Regions from separate parts of the Zea mays genome. Here region 1 is linked to region 2. The links are chromatin contacts, called in public Hi-C maps. All regions are on one chromosome and are shown on one strand. Each heading gives the region's core, a stretch centred on a gene start, on an enhancer-like site or on the middle of the called end of the contact. The rest is flanking DNA. Distances are from core to core; before and after follow the strand shown. Region 1 holds the start of LOC103639054 (40S ribosomal protein S19). Region 2 holds the start of LOC100382287 (SPFH/Band 7/PHB domain-containing membrane-associated protein family).

The links. A called contact is a pair of places that touch in the nucleus more often than the background predicts.
Region 1: a contact with region 2 is called in a Hi-C map of tassel, with 2.1 times the contacts expected there. The contact joins the promoter of LOC103639054 here to the promoter of LOC100382287 in region 2. A contact is called at or near these places in 6 of 25 Hi-C or Micro-C datasets (bundle sheath, endosperm, leaf and 1 more) and 1 of 3 datasets of contacts at active chromatin or transcription factors (leaf).

Annotation. Positions count from the first base shown.
Region 1 is chr9:129,478,165-129,485,333 of Zm-B73-REFERENCE-NAM-5.0, forward strand. It overlaps LOC103639054 (40S ribosomal protein S19), which reads left to right and starts at 1,666. Exons shown (of 4, transcript NM_001329501.1): 1 at 1,666-1,825; 2 at 2,767-2,857; 3 at 2,956-3,139; 4 at 3,213-3,568. The coding sequence starts at 1,736. The coding sequence ends at 3,285.
Region 2 is chr9:129,342,494-129,350,205 of Zm-B73-REFERENCE-NAM-5.0, forward strand. It overlaps LOC100382287 (SPFH/Band 7/PHB domain-containing membrane-associated protein family), which reads right to left and starts at 2,003. Exons shown (of 9, transcript NM_001175037.1): 1 at 1,804-2,003. The coding sequence starts at 1,977.

The sequences.
Region 1 (7,169 bases), core at 416-2,915, 140 kb after region 2:
TGTTCTTTCATGTACAGTTCTAGGCTCCTTTGGTGAGATGTATGCATCACAAGTTTTACTAACTCTGATTATTCGTACATTGTACCTAGATTTGGACTGTAGCTTGATCCATTTCCCTAGAACCTTTATAGTTTATATTCTTATTTTTATAATTTTCAAGACGTGTATTTCACCAATACCTCTTTTCTCTTCACTACTACTATGATGCACAAGTTTCACCTAGGAGACCGTTGCCAATGAGTTCTTGGGTGCCATGTTTCACCCCCCCTAATTCATGAAGGTTTGGTCTTGATTGTGTGATGTTGCAGTTTCAGTTATTAACACTATGGTTTGCTGTTTATTTACCTATTTGGACCATGCTGCCACTTGTCTGTGTGAATTGATGATTTTTGGGCTGGAGCTCAGGCTGGAATTATGTGACTGTTATCTTACTGTCTACACGACACACAATTGTTTAATACATGTTGATTGTATTTTGAACCAATAAGGTGTTGTAAAAGAAGATGCAAGGGGAAGAGGTAAGGTCAGGGCTTATTCGGTTTCAGAGACCTGTTGGAAAAGTCGTCATCAAAGTGTAGTATGCAGAAGTTAAGTAAAACCTCTGGCTTTTTTAGTTCTACTGGCTTTGTTTGTCAGGCGGTTGACTTAACAGACTTAACTTTTCTGAAATGGTAACCTTGGTAAATTGTTAAAAAAATATGTTTATCTGTACCCCTAGGTGAAGGCCATTTTTTGTGATGTTCATTTGTCTGATAATATTTGGGATGATCAATGCTTCTAAGATCTAATTAGGGCCCCTTGCCCAATGGTGTGCGTGCCTCCGATGCTCACAAGGTTTGGAGCAGTGACTTTTCAAATTCCTATGGTGTGGTGCTTCATTCTACACTTGGCTTTTGTATCTCAATATATCTTATTATAATATATTGACTCCATAGCAACACACTGACATACACATAACACACATCATTGTAAAAGTTTGGAACATGTTTGAATAATTATCTTATTTTAAAAAGTATGTCTATATGATATATAGAAACCATAGCAACACATGGGCAATTAACTAGGCGTGCACACCTGCGATACTATGGATATCATATTAAGACTCAAAAGTATGAGTGCACACCCGCGATACCGTGCCCCCCTTGACACCCCTTGCCCCCGTTCCTCGTGGCTTCGGCGCTGCGACCACTGCCACCCCTGCCCCCGCACCACCTAAGGGCTTGTTCGGTTATTCCCAACACACATGGATTGGATGAGATTGGAAAAAAATGAGAAGAAATTTGACTTGTTTGGGATTCAAACCCATCCAATCCCACTCAATCCACATGGATTGAGAGCTAACCGAACAAGCCCTAAAGATTTATATGATCTCCGTAGCAACGCACGGGCATCCAACTAGTAAAGTATATGATAGGAAAGGGAACTGTATTTGCAGAGTGGCCTAGGAGCTCGGGCTGCCCTTTACCAAATATTCAGGCCATACTGAAGATGGGAGCCACCCTCTTGGCCCAATTTGAACTTGGCCCGCTTACACCTGCCTGTCCATACCACCCTCAACCCTAAACCATCCGCTCACCCCATCGCAACCGTCGGATCCCAATCCAACGCCGAAACGTCGAAGCACGTTCTATATAAATATTACGCTCCGCTCTGTCGCCACTCCTCCAAACCCTAGCCCAGAGCAGCCGCATCGAACTCTACCTGCCTTTCTCTCGTCCCTGGCGGCGGCGGCAGGATGGCGGCTTCTACTGCGAGGACGGTGAAGGATGTGAACCCCCACGAGTTTGTCAAGGCCTACTCCGCCCATCTCAAACGCTCCGGCAAGGTAACGGTGCTCGACTCGTCGCCTTCCCATCTGATTCGACGCTACAGAATGTGAATAAGCCATTTTTTTCGTGGTATTGCGAACTGTATGATGGCATGGGATGATCCTCAGCATATATTTGAGTTCTGTGAGGCAGTGGTGCAGTAACCGAATTCACCTTTATTTCTTGTGCCTTCTGGGTATCTGATTGGTAGGTAGGAGCGTGATTTGCTCACATGACTAACTTCTTCGACTTTGTTACTTTGCTAGGCTTAGGCATAAACAATGCTGTTCTTCTGTCCTCTTGGTCTTAGGCGGTTTATTTTCTGCTGTTACAACAGATATGATTTAATTTATTTTATTTATCTAGATCATCTGTGCAGAAAACCTGTTTGTAAAGTTGTTTTTGTTGTTCATACATGGGGTTTAGGCAATTTTTTTACTGAGCGTGCTGAAAACGCTCTGAGCACACATCTATGCAAGGCCCTATACGAGGTGTGATTTTAATTTATTTTCGGTTGATATCTATCAAGAGAGTTTATGGTTAGCCCTTAGGTCTGGAGTACATTGGGCGTGGAGTGAACCTTGGGTCCATTCAGAATGGAGACTGTTTCAGGATCAAAATCCTTTTGATTCTGGAGGTTGAACATTGATAATTCTATTTCTCTGAAGCTGAATAGTGTGCTGCTTATTACATTTGTCTCACGTGCTGTTATTATGAAGCTTTTATTTTTAGGCTATTAGTTCACAATCGTAGTTTAAAGTTTTTTTGCTTCAATAAACCTATCTGTGCTGTTTGCGCCATCAATTAGTCTGGTTTTGATGGTGGGCGAATGTTCTCTTTATTGTATTATTTGTCGGGTATCGATAATCACTAATTTTCAGTGGTTGTTCCAATGACTTTCATATTCCTATATGTTGCTATGTGTAATTCCTTAAGTATCCTCTGTCTTTTCTGTTAGATGGAGCTTCCTGAGTGGGTTGACATTGTGAAGACTGCGAGGTTCAAGGAGCTCCCTCCTTATGACCCTGACTGGTACTACATCAGGGCTGGTAAGACATCTTGTTTGTTTACCATAATCATTTGCTAGTAAAACTTTAATGTCCGGACTCTGCAATTCTATAATATTTTTAATATTCTTCTCCTGCAGCATCTGTAGCAAGGAAGATCTACTTGAGACAAGGCATTGGTGTTGGTGGCTTCCAGAAGATTTATGGTGGCCGCCAGAGGAATGGCTCACGCCCACCTCACTTCTGCAAGAGCAGTGGTGCCATTTCACGCAACATCCTCCAGCAGCTGCAGGAGATGGGCATCATTGATGTCGATCCCAAGGGGTAATTGAACTGCTATACCCCTTTCTCTTACTAATGACTTTTCCTGGCCCTTGCTTATTCGGTGTTGTTGCAGTGGACGGCGCATCACCTCCCAGGGAAGGCGTGATCTGGACCAGGTGGCTGGAAGGGTTGCTGTTGAAGCTTGAGCAATCTCATATTTGGTTTCTATGATGTCATGTTTGATTGTTGAGATGGCTACACTTTATTTGCACTTTGGATTAGGATTTTTGTGTTAAGAGAACTCAAGGCATTCTAGCTATGGTTCACACTGTATTTTCCCTGAGTACCTATTTATCAAAACCTATTCGTATGTTTGGGAAGTGTCTGAGCTGATATTCATGACATGTATTTGGTATAGGTCTATCTATGTGACGTGATAATATCATTGGATAGATTACGATCTAGATGAATTTCTATCTCTTGAGTTTCCTAAACTGTGCTTGTTTCGCTTGCAGTCAGTTAGTCTGCTGTGATTGAACCATAGGTTCAACTTAGACTGGCTGGGCTCGTCAGCAACATTATTATTACAATACGAGAGAATGCTCATGTCTCTGTTCAATAATATGGTGCATTCATTTGCATAAGGACTTGGTGAGTTGTTTGCTGCTGTATCAGTTGAGCTTGAGCATAACAAAATGTTTTTAGCTCGTAACAGAGAGCTTTTATTAGAACGACAACTATTTGGTTAAATACAAAGTCGTTGCGTAAAGCTTTGAACGACACGCAAATGAAGCCACTTCTCGTGATTGGGAAATTGATCGATGGCACCTCTTCAATTCTCACGATCTCGTGCTTTTGTTAATATAAAAACAAGAAAATGTGTTTGAAATCTACAAGGTAATGTTTCCTAAATTGAAACAGGTTTATTGATATAGAGGTGTCTTTAAAATTAGTTATATGATAAATTCTTTTCATTTATCTTCTGAAATACATGATATTAAGGTTTTGTTTGCGACTGCTTCAATTTCACAATTTGATAAAATTGATGAAGATGTCATTAGAAGCCTCAGAAAATTGTCAAACTAAAATTACAAACTTTTAGAATAGTCATTTTGTTTCTTAAAAACAATTTTTAAAACTGTTTAAATTTGTATTATACACTACAACTTTACACTGCAACTTAAATCTGAAGTTGTGCCAAACGACCCTTAAGGTTGTACAAATGCTTAAGCAATCCACGACTACCAATTTATAGGTTGTTGAATGAATGTATGTTCAACAACTATATTTTAGGACGCACGTTATGTTGTGTCCAAATCGTAGAAATTAGAAGAACCATTGTGTTCGTAATCGACAACAACGGGGGCGAGGACCTAGGTGGCATGAGCAACGTGGTGGTCCGGACCGATCCAATATGAGAAAACTTAATTCAAAGTATGAAAACCAAATTAAATACCTTTATCCAACCTGATCCATCAATGCGTCGGGTTAATATCAGACAACAGATTTTAACGAAGGCTTCGGAGCTGCTGTCGAAGGAGTCAATGGTCCCACTCAGGTCTTGTTCGGTTAATCCCGTTACTCATGGATTGGATGGGATTGGAAAAAAATAAGGAATTTGACTTACTTGGAATTTAAACCCACCCAATCTCACTCAATCCACATGGATTGAGAGATAACCGAACATGCCCTCAGTTGCGCAGGGATATGATGAGATTGAGTACATGTTCAGTTGATAGGTTTTCATTTTAGAGAGGGTTTTTGGATCTAAAGAGGAATTGAGTTAATCCCCTCTTTGTCACTTGAACCCCTTGGAGGGTATAACCCCCTTCGACTATAATCCCGGCTCAAACTTTTGTTCGGTTAATCCAGAGTATCGGCTCTATAGAGACATGCAAGTTTTGTTACGACGAAGACAACCTTATTACAACATGCATAATAACCAATGTGCTGACCATGACGAGATCATGGATCCATATAATGATGCATCTCTCTCTTTGATAGAACAAATACATAAAAATAATTTAGAAAAGGTCTTCAATACATTAATTAGAATGAAACTTATTTAATATAAACAGAGAAGACATTCTAAAGACTGGTGCTACTTCATGCATGACTTGACCCTTGTAACTGTCATAAAAAGAAAAATGACATTGTAAATACATGTCAACAACTATAAACTCTTTAAACGAGGTGAAAATTCAATGTATTTCTTTAAAAATAATCATCATATTGACAAAAACATATTGCGATTTAGCCAACTTACAAAACCATAACCAAACAGGAAAGAGTAAAGCTCTATTCAACCCTTTATCAATATATACATCAACATGACTGTGAAGCTATGCTCCACTCCTTAATATATACACTTGGGCAGAAAAAACACATCTCATTCTAGTAGAACTAAGTTTTACCAGATCAGATATTCTGATGCTTTTGATGTGTAATCAAATTCTCAACTTTGCTTTATGCTAGTTGGTGCTAGCTGATCAAACTACATATAGAAAAAAACTATAACACCCTACCCCTAATCTACAAAAATATCAGGAAGACACGCAGAGAGGGAACACCAAAATGTTTTGCCATGGTACAATATGGTGGATGGGAACCATGCATCAAGTAAACAACAACAGGTTCATATTTATATCTATTAGTGACAGAACTTAACAGGGTCACACACCAGTGTGTTGCCTATGTATTAAGAACACACCACACAAAATTAGTTATCATATCAATCAAAGATACATACATGTCCCCTAACAAATCAAAGCTAGAACCTATTGTAGCAACAAGAACATATATGTACATATTGTAATATGTAGTCAGACTAGTAATATAACAAAAATAATGCATGATATGCAAAATTGAGTTAGGATATGTAGTTAACCTTAGGTATACCTGCTAAGCCATCTCGTCCCTCAACCACATCAATGCAGCTGCTCTATCATCACTGCACGCACTCAAGAAAATTTGTCGATTGTCAGGGTCCTTGAACACCCTTATAGGCTTCGGCCTTCTCCCTATGTGACCTCCAATGTGTTTAGAATTACTATGCAATTCTTATTTGAGTGCACAATAAAGTCAAAAATTAAATGTGAGATGAATAAAACAAAACAACACTTAAATATTCATGTAAATGCAGAGTTGCAGGTAAATGAGCACTTGTGTACGACTACATATATAATATAAATGGGTACAAACTATTAGAGTGAGTGTTCAGACTATTTAAGTGTTCATGCTATTTATTTTCACAAGTAGCAATAATAAGTGTTCTAACTTCAGACTATACTATTTATTTTCAGAAACAACAAATATTGAGAAAAACTTGATATACTATAAATTCAGACTTTAGACTTCAGCTATTTATGTTCAATATTGACACTAGAACTTCACATATGCAGACTAGGCAGAATTTGCTGCTAGTTATATGCTTGTTATACTAAAACTGATGTATGAATGACCTGATGATCACCAGCGCGACCCCCCGTTTCAGCTTCTATTTATATAATAATAAGTGGCGCCTTGTTTACAAGAAGTCAAGAATAGGCCATGCGTTCAAGATGGACAAAAAGATCTCAGGTATATAAGAACAACTACTGTTTATACTTACTATGCCACCATACTTACCAGACTTGTACTACAAGTTACATCCGTTGATGTATTGACTAGTGACCACAACTGAGGCGTAACTTTTCTATGAGCCGATAGTACGTACAACTGTTAACTGAAAACAACATCCCTTGAAAGCAGAGACGCCGTGCATAATGTTTTGCTCCGGCGCAAGTCAACATGACTGTGTAGAGGTGCTCAATTGCTATATTACAGTGCTCAGTAGAATCTTCATGGCAAGTTATAGTAGTAACAGAGTTGATTTGTCCTTGCATGTAACAATTCATTTGCAAGTTCACAACAGTCCATCCATGTCCCATTTCACAAAGAAGTTAACTTGTTCAATAGCAGACTAGCACACTATGTTTGTGTTTTGACCAGTTTTGTCACTCTCTCCTTCAATAATTGCAATTACCAAAGCGACAGGACGTGAACCATGCAAGGATTTCAATGAATTATGCAGAATGTGAACTGCACAGAT
Region 2 (7,712 bases), core at 753-3,252:
TATATGAGTCAAAATTGATTAATTTTCAGTACAAATTGTTGTTTAACCAAGGCAGGGCATCAAATTCAAAGCATGCCTTCATCTCGGATAAATGAAACATGAATTTGCAACAGTATCCTTTAAATTGTCCTTGCCAAGTTCACCCCATAGCCTCAGAAGAGGGTTTTGCATAAGCGAGTACCACTAAAATATATTTCGCACTGAAGACAGGTAGGTATATATATCAATATGTAATCCAGAGAAGTATTCTAAAATAAAAAAGAAAGAGGATTCAGAAGGTAATTCTGTTCCTTAATCATTTGTGAGAAACTGGGGATACAAACCAACTAGGAAGCATCCTGAAGTACTAAGATGTTTCCTCTTCTATAGCTGTCATAGAACATTGAGAAGTAAAGGTCATTGCAATAGAGGAAGACTGACAAGGGAAAAAAGAGCAGTAGAAATAATACCACATGACATGAAACAGAAACTTGATAAAGACCCATGCAGTCAATGGTTCCGACCATTGTATAAAAACTTAAAAGGAAGGCCTCAAAGGAGTGATCTAGACATACTTTGAACTTAAAAATTATTACAGTGCTGACATTAACTCAAGATAGGTACCTGCTGACATGTTTGATTCAGATAGAAAGCAATCAGCAATATCTACAAACATAGCCCATAAAGAAAATGGAAGCTTAAAGGCACATAAATTGAATCATTTTGGCAAATGTAATGCGTTATTGAGACCAGCTCAATGAAAAGGGGTAGATCTAGTGCCGGAGGCTCCCACATGAGTGGGTTCTAGGGAAGGGATAAAGATAAACTGAGGCAAGCCTTCCCCCCGCAAATGCGAAGAGGCTGCTTGAAACCCACGACCTGATGACTCAATGAGACAACTCTCACTACTGCAGGCCTGTCCTTCTTTGAGACCAGCTCAATGGTTGGACAATATAATCGATCCAAGCATACAGTGTCATCACTGAAGAGCACTGACAGAATAAACAATTCCAGCCCCAAGGCCCAAGAGGCAACAAACAACCATCATGCAGTACAAGTTTTTTCTTTGTTTGGGAGTTTAGTCCTAAGGTGATGATTCAGTTGTCATACATAAAAATATACAAGTAAAATCACACGGAGGAGTAAAATGAACACGGCAAACAAAAGCACAAGACTATGAATATAGAAATATAAGATGAAAATGACGAGTTGGGTCATACAATCTATAGTTCCAAACTATTATATAAAATTCCCCCAACAGGACCAAATAGATCCCTTTGGAGCTAAAGTGTGTTGGTTGGTTAGGAGCAGCACCAGCAAGCAGTATCAAAAAGGCACATTGCCCCTAACAAATGTGGCAAAAGGCAGAAACATCTACTCATTTTCAGCAAAAGATAATGGATAACTGAGATAATCTGCTCACATCACCTGCCCAATGCCCTTGATCATCATGCGCATCACTTATGCACGATGTAACCAAATATATACGTTAACAACGGGCGCACTCAGGAGATCATCACTGGCAACGCGTTCCTTGATTAAAAGCAACGCCCTACCATTAACCCTGAATCCCAACCTAAACTATAAAACAAGCAACGCGTTCCTTGATTAAAAGCAACGCCCTACCATTAACCCTGAATCCCACAGGGCCACGCGAATCACGCCATAACCCAGTAGTTCCCCACCGATCGAGCCCAGGACCAGCCAATGAGGCGTGCACCCGCGACTGAGCATCTACACACCCACTCGCGATCGGTGGAAATGATGGCAAGTTGAAATCGGCGAGATTAGCGAGGTAGGAGAGGTCAAAAGTTCACGACTCACCAAGACGAAGCAGATGGCGATGAAGGCGAAGACGCCGAAGACGAAGGAGTCGGCGCCGGGCTGGGGCGGCTGGCGTCCGCTCGGCTGCTGCTGGAAGCGCGGCATCGACGGCGACGGCGACGGCGGGGGCGGCGAGCGGCGGCTCTGCGCCGAGTCAGAGGTGACGTCAGACATCTCGAGGAGGGCGCGCGCGGATCACCGGAACCCCTAGGCGAGATCGGTCAGGTCTTGGGGCCTTGGCGGGTGGTGCGGGCGACCGTCTTTTTTACATTTTAGTTTTTTTTGTTTATTTTCACAAATACGTACTTTTCATTTTCATTAAAAAATAGACTCTTACCTCGGCGCCATCATTATTGGTGTCGAGCTCCAACGTGTTGGCGCCAATTAGTTTGGCATGTACATTTAAGAGCTGACGCCTACGTGGATCTAATGTGACAGCACCTCGGCACCGTGGATCTCGGCGCCGACCTCGACGCCATGGATCTCGGCGCCGACCACAAATTTATAGTACCTACTCGCGAGAACACAAATTCAGCTGGACTAGTCCTGCAAGGATGAGTGTAAATAACTCAACTCAAACGTGCAATTCGTTATCCATTGATCCAAAAACATCATTTTATAATATACAAGGGAATCATGTACCAATTAAGTAACGGACTGCAATGCCATGCTGTTGCAAGAACACCAAGATGCATACTGTGGCTTGATATGACTGAAGATGGGATAGTTGTTTGGTGCATGACATTAACTGTTGATCATAACATAATATGACACCTGAGAAATATGACATGCATCCCCCGCGACAAGACGCTTGGCGCTCACAAAAACACTCCAACCACTTTGCAGGAGATGTCTCCGTGGCTGACCTGATGTAAATCAAATGCTAAGTTGTAAATTTTAACAGGTATAAGATCATCAACTATCCAAGTTACAATTTAGGTCACCAACAACAGAACACAAATTTATAAACCAAATAAACTAAGTATGAAGAAGAATCATTTATAAAATGACTGCTATCATCCAAAAATCAAAAAACCAACGGCCGGAGTGGTATATTTATATACATGGAGGTCGGCGCCGAGATCCATGACGTTGACCTCGGCGCCGAGGTACTGACACGTCATATACATGTAGACGTCGACTCTTATATGTACACGCCAAACTAATTGGTGTCAGCACGTTGTAGCTCGGCGCCAATAGTGATGGCGCCGAAATAAGGGTCCATTTTTTGAAATAAAACTGAAAAAAGCATATTTGTGAAAATAAAACCTCAAAAGGACTAAAATGCAAAAAAGACGGTGCGGGCGACGGACGGCGAGGAGAACGAAAGCTGGGCGTGTTCTCAAATCTGAGCCTTTAATTTTACCTTTTTTAATTCTGTCTAAATATTTTAGGTTCGTTCAAATTTATATAAAAGTAATACTATATGATACTAAATTATTATTGACAATATATTATAAGGTAGTATATTTTTGTAGTAATTCCACTTGCCGTGTGTATGTTCTATTCTATAAATTTTGTCAAATTCAAAAGAATTTGACTTAAGAAAGGTCATTTATCTGGGCTAGAAGAAATATATGCGATATTTGGTTAAATTCGTGTAAAAATTTGATTTATTCTATTGTACACATGCATACATAACCAGATTGATTGGTTAGGTGGCCGAGTGTGGCCTGAGCGATGTGGGGCATGGCTCGCTGGAAACGTAACAATCATGCGTACCTGCGCATGCAGGCTGGAGAGCTGATTTTGGCAAACGCTGCAGCTGCGGGTGCAGGCTTAACATCACATGCGCAGGCAAGCAAACAGGAGATGTCCCTTGGTCAATGTATCTAGAGAGTCTGGATGTATGTGTGCAGCCAGCCAATCACACTAAAAAAGAACTGCGAACATGACTTGTTGATACTTTCGCATGAAATGATTTTGGTGAGGTTAAATAATATGTGATGCAGTGATTTTGTTGAGGAATCCACCGAGAACAGTGGAGGTTTTTTCTTTGTCATTATGGAGATAGAAACTGATCCAGTAATTTCACTTTAACATAACTTCAGGGTTTTTAATTTATCACGTCGTTTTAGGCACATTCATCTTTGGAACCTTGGCCTAAGTTAAAGCATGCTCCAATCAAGTGATGACCAAGAAGAGAGTTGTTCTTGTCTTCTTGACATATGTAAGGTCGTCTCCACATGATGGTTTTGAGAGATAGAACAACCCTAGTGGTTTGACAATACAAATAGACTTCATATATTCAACTAAAAGCAACTCCAATAGTTCTCTAAAAGCCTTCATAAATTAATAATATAGATAGTTAATATAAAAACTCCTCTCCAACAGTTCTCTAAATAAACTTTATAAATTTAGCAATTTCTCAACTAACCTCATTTTCTCTCTATATTGGCAACTATTTAGAAACTCCCTAAATAAAAATGTTGATTGCATTATGTAGATAATGAAGGTGATTGTTCACATTTGTGACTTAATGTTTTTATGTGGATAGATACAAAACAAAATATAGAACTATTAGAGAACTCACAAATTTTTACTCCCAAAGTCATTTAGCAACTTCTTAAATCTCTGATTTAGAGAGCTAAAATTTACATAACTATTGGAGTTGCTCTTAAGATCGTGTTTCATGTCACTAAACATATGAGTAAGGATGCAACAGGAATATTACCAGCGGATAGTGGTATGCACACTCACCCATGAGCTAAATCTTAAACCGCAACCCTTAACACGATATTAAACATATATAGGAACAAAAAAAACTTTATCTAATGTGTGTGGGAAACGCTTCAACATCACCCACGATATCATCCATGACATTATGATGCGATAGAAAATGAAGGATAACATATTAAATCCTGCAAATAGAGTTTGTCGGAGAGGGAATTCTCCGGCCGGGTGGCGAAATGCACCCGCCCTAAATCCTAAGATGAGGAAGGGGCTTAAGCGTTTTGCCTGTCTTGCTAAGCGATCACCGAGCACATGAACACGCGAGGATTTAGAGTGGTTCGGGCCACCGGAGCGTAATACCCTACTTCACTGTGTTGGATTGTTGTGGAAGCTTGAGAGCTGAGAGTCTCTGTCTAAGTTTGGTCTAATAGAGCCTGTGTTGTAGCGTTGCATGCCTCCCCTTTTATAGCTAAGGGGGGCATGTACAAGGGTACTGAGCCCCGACATGTGGGCCCAGGAACATAACGGATGTAGTACTTGGAGCTACTTAATGTTCACTGCTGGAGCAATCTTCTTGCGCCCTGACATCTGAGATCTACGTAGCATCGGCGTGCAGGGGAAGCTTCTCGTATAAGGGATGATGGACACAGTGCGCCGCGCAGCACGGGCGCACTGTTTGACAATGGACTGGACAGGCGCGCCGTCTGCAGGATGGCCCTGGCGCCACTTGCCAGCGGAGTGGACATGACGCATTAAATGCTGAGGGGGCACATCGCCTGTCAGCAGGGTGGATAGGCGACGCGTCCTCTCCGCAATAAATGCAGAGACCGCGCGGCCTAGAGGCCTTACGTCAGGCTCCGCCCGCTGGCTTATGTCACAGGCAACAAGCCACGTGGCAGCACCGGGTCTCCGCCTGAGCGGGGAGCGCAAGCGCACAAGATAAGGCATGGACACGTGTCAGTACCGGACCCTTGCTTACGCTAGGGTATCCCCTGTCCCGGGACCTCGTCGTGGCCCGGACCTTACTCGGAGGGATCTGGACCCCATCCAAGGGACCCGACATGCCTACTTGGGAGTCCCGGACTGTAATCGGGGGTCCGGGTTGTGCGTAAAGGGGTCCGGTGCTTCCTCGTGGAGGTCCGGTCCAACTGATACATCTTGGGATGTATCATCTTTTCTCGCCACGTGGTGCCCCTCGAGCCGTCCACGTGGTGGGGTCGGGTGCTGTTCACCGTGCGGCTAGAGATCGTCGTACGGGCACCGTGTCTTCATACTGTAGTAAGGGGTACCCTTGATTCAGGGTACCAACAGTGGGCCCCGGGCCCGCCTTAGGGGAGGATACGAGCCTGTAGGTGGAGCCAAAGTTTGATTGGTGATTAGCTCGCTGTTTCTGCGCGCCCGTTGGTGTAATTTCTGTCGGTCCGCCCTTGGTCACGCCGACTGCCACGCCTGTCCCCTCGGCTCACTGACCCGTGACCTCCGTACTTAATGGCTTTGGGCCATGCGCGGGGTGCCTCGAGTCGCTGCATTGGTTTTAAAAATTTATCTTCTGAGTCTTTTGCGGTGGCCTAGAGTAGGCGTGGTACTGGCGCAAGCAGCGGTGTGACTTCTCTGCACCCACGAACCAGCGCCCAAGGAGAACGACTCGTGGGCCCGGGCACTTGTGCCAGGGACTGGGCTGTTGGTTTTGGCGGGGGCGAAGAGGCGCACTACCCTAGGCGGTGGCGTGCTCTCCACGCGTCGGTTCACCTTCGCCGCACACAGAAACTGGCGCACCAGGTGCATGACATGTGGGCCTGGGCCCCCATGCCAGAGGTCGGACGGCTGGTTGCGGCGAAGCCAAGGGGGCGCGCTACCGCGGGGGCGAAGAGGCACACTACCGTAGGCGGTGGCGTGCTCTCCACGCGTCGGTTCACCTTCACCTTCTCCGCACACAGGAACCGGCGCGCCAGGTGCATGACATGTGGGTCTGGGCCCCCATGCCAGAGGTTGGACCGCTGGTTGCAGCGAAGACGAGGGGGCGCACTACCGTGGGGCGGTAGCATGCTCCTTGTACGGCGGTTCGCCTTCTTGACTGTTGGTCGTAGCGAAGATAAAGGGGCGCACTACCGCGTGGCGGTGGCATGCTCCTTGTGCCACGATTCACCTTCTTCGCGCCTCGGGCCAGCTGTATGACATGTGAGGCCTGGCCCCCGTGTCATAGGATGGGAAACCTGGTGCGCATCGGGGGAGGCTTTGCCTGTGATGCTTCGGGGCGCGAGCGGAGAAATCTGCCTTTAAAAAGGGGTTCCTCCCTCGAGTAGCAGCCATGGCCTTGCTAGACCTTCGCGAGCGCTTCTAGCTCGAGGTGGCACTCAACTTGGTGCGCAACCCGCTTGGATGGGGTGTGCTGGCGTTTGTCGGGAGGACCTGCGTCTGTGTCTCTCCTCTCAGCGACCTCGCCGTCGAAGAGTTTGTGTTCTTTGTTTCCAAACTCCCCAGCGGGTTGGCTCTGCCGATCCCGTCTTTCCTCGTGCAGCTGCTGGAGGGGCTTGGCCTCCAGCCTCTACCCATGGTGTCTTGTTTCATCCTTCAGGCAGCCATCATCGCCTACCTCTACGGGATGTCCGTGGAGGCGACACTCCTTCCCGCTTCTTCCTCCAGCATTCGGGGGGAGGATGATTACCAGCCTCGTGAAGGTGGACATCGGGCTGAGCCACGGCTCCATCCCTTGCACCCCCCAATTCTTTTGGGGTGGGAAGCAAGCCGTGCTGCGGCTCCATCTTTTTGGCTTTAATGGCTTTGGTGCCGCCTCCAACGCTGCCTCCCGCTGCCGAGCGGGGCGTGGCTGTCCGTCCATCGCACGGGCGACGGTCGCGTCGTGCGCAGGTCCGCCGCATTCGTAGCGTCCCCTGTGCCGCGGGCCACACTGCTCCGACGCCGCCCGGGGGGACGTACAAGACGTCATATGCCGTGGAGGTGGCGGCCGCGTTCTTGGATGGTCTTGTCCTCACCCCCATAGGGGGACGGGGGCGAGGACCTCTTTGCACGCGCTGAGGTGGCCGCCGTCGCCGGCAAGCCGTCGGTGCAGAGGTGGCCACCGCCACTGGCGAGCCGTCGGTGCAGAGGTGGTCGCCTCCGCTGGTGGGCCGCTCAGAGTAGAGGTGGTCGCCGCCGCTCGCGAGCCGCTCGGATATAGCTACCCACGCGACCCTACTGGTGTGGAGGTAGTTCGTACCTGTAGAGTAGAGACGGAG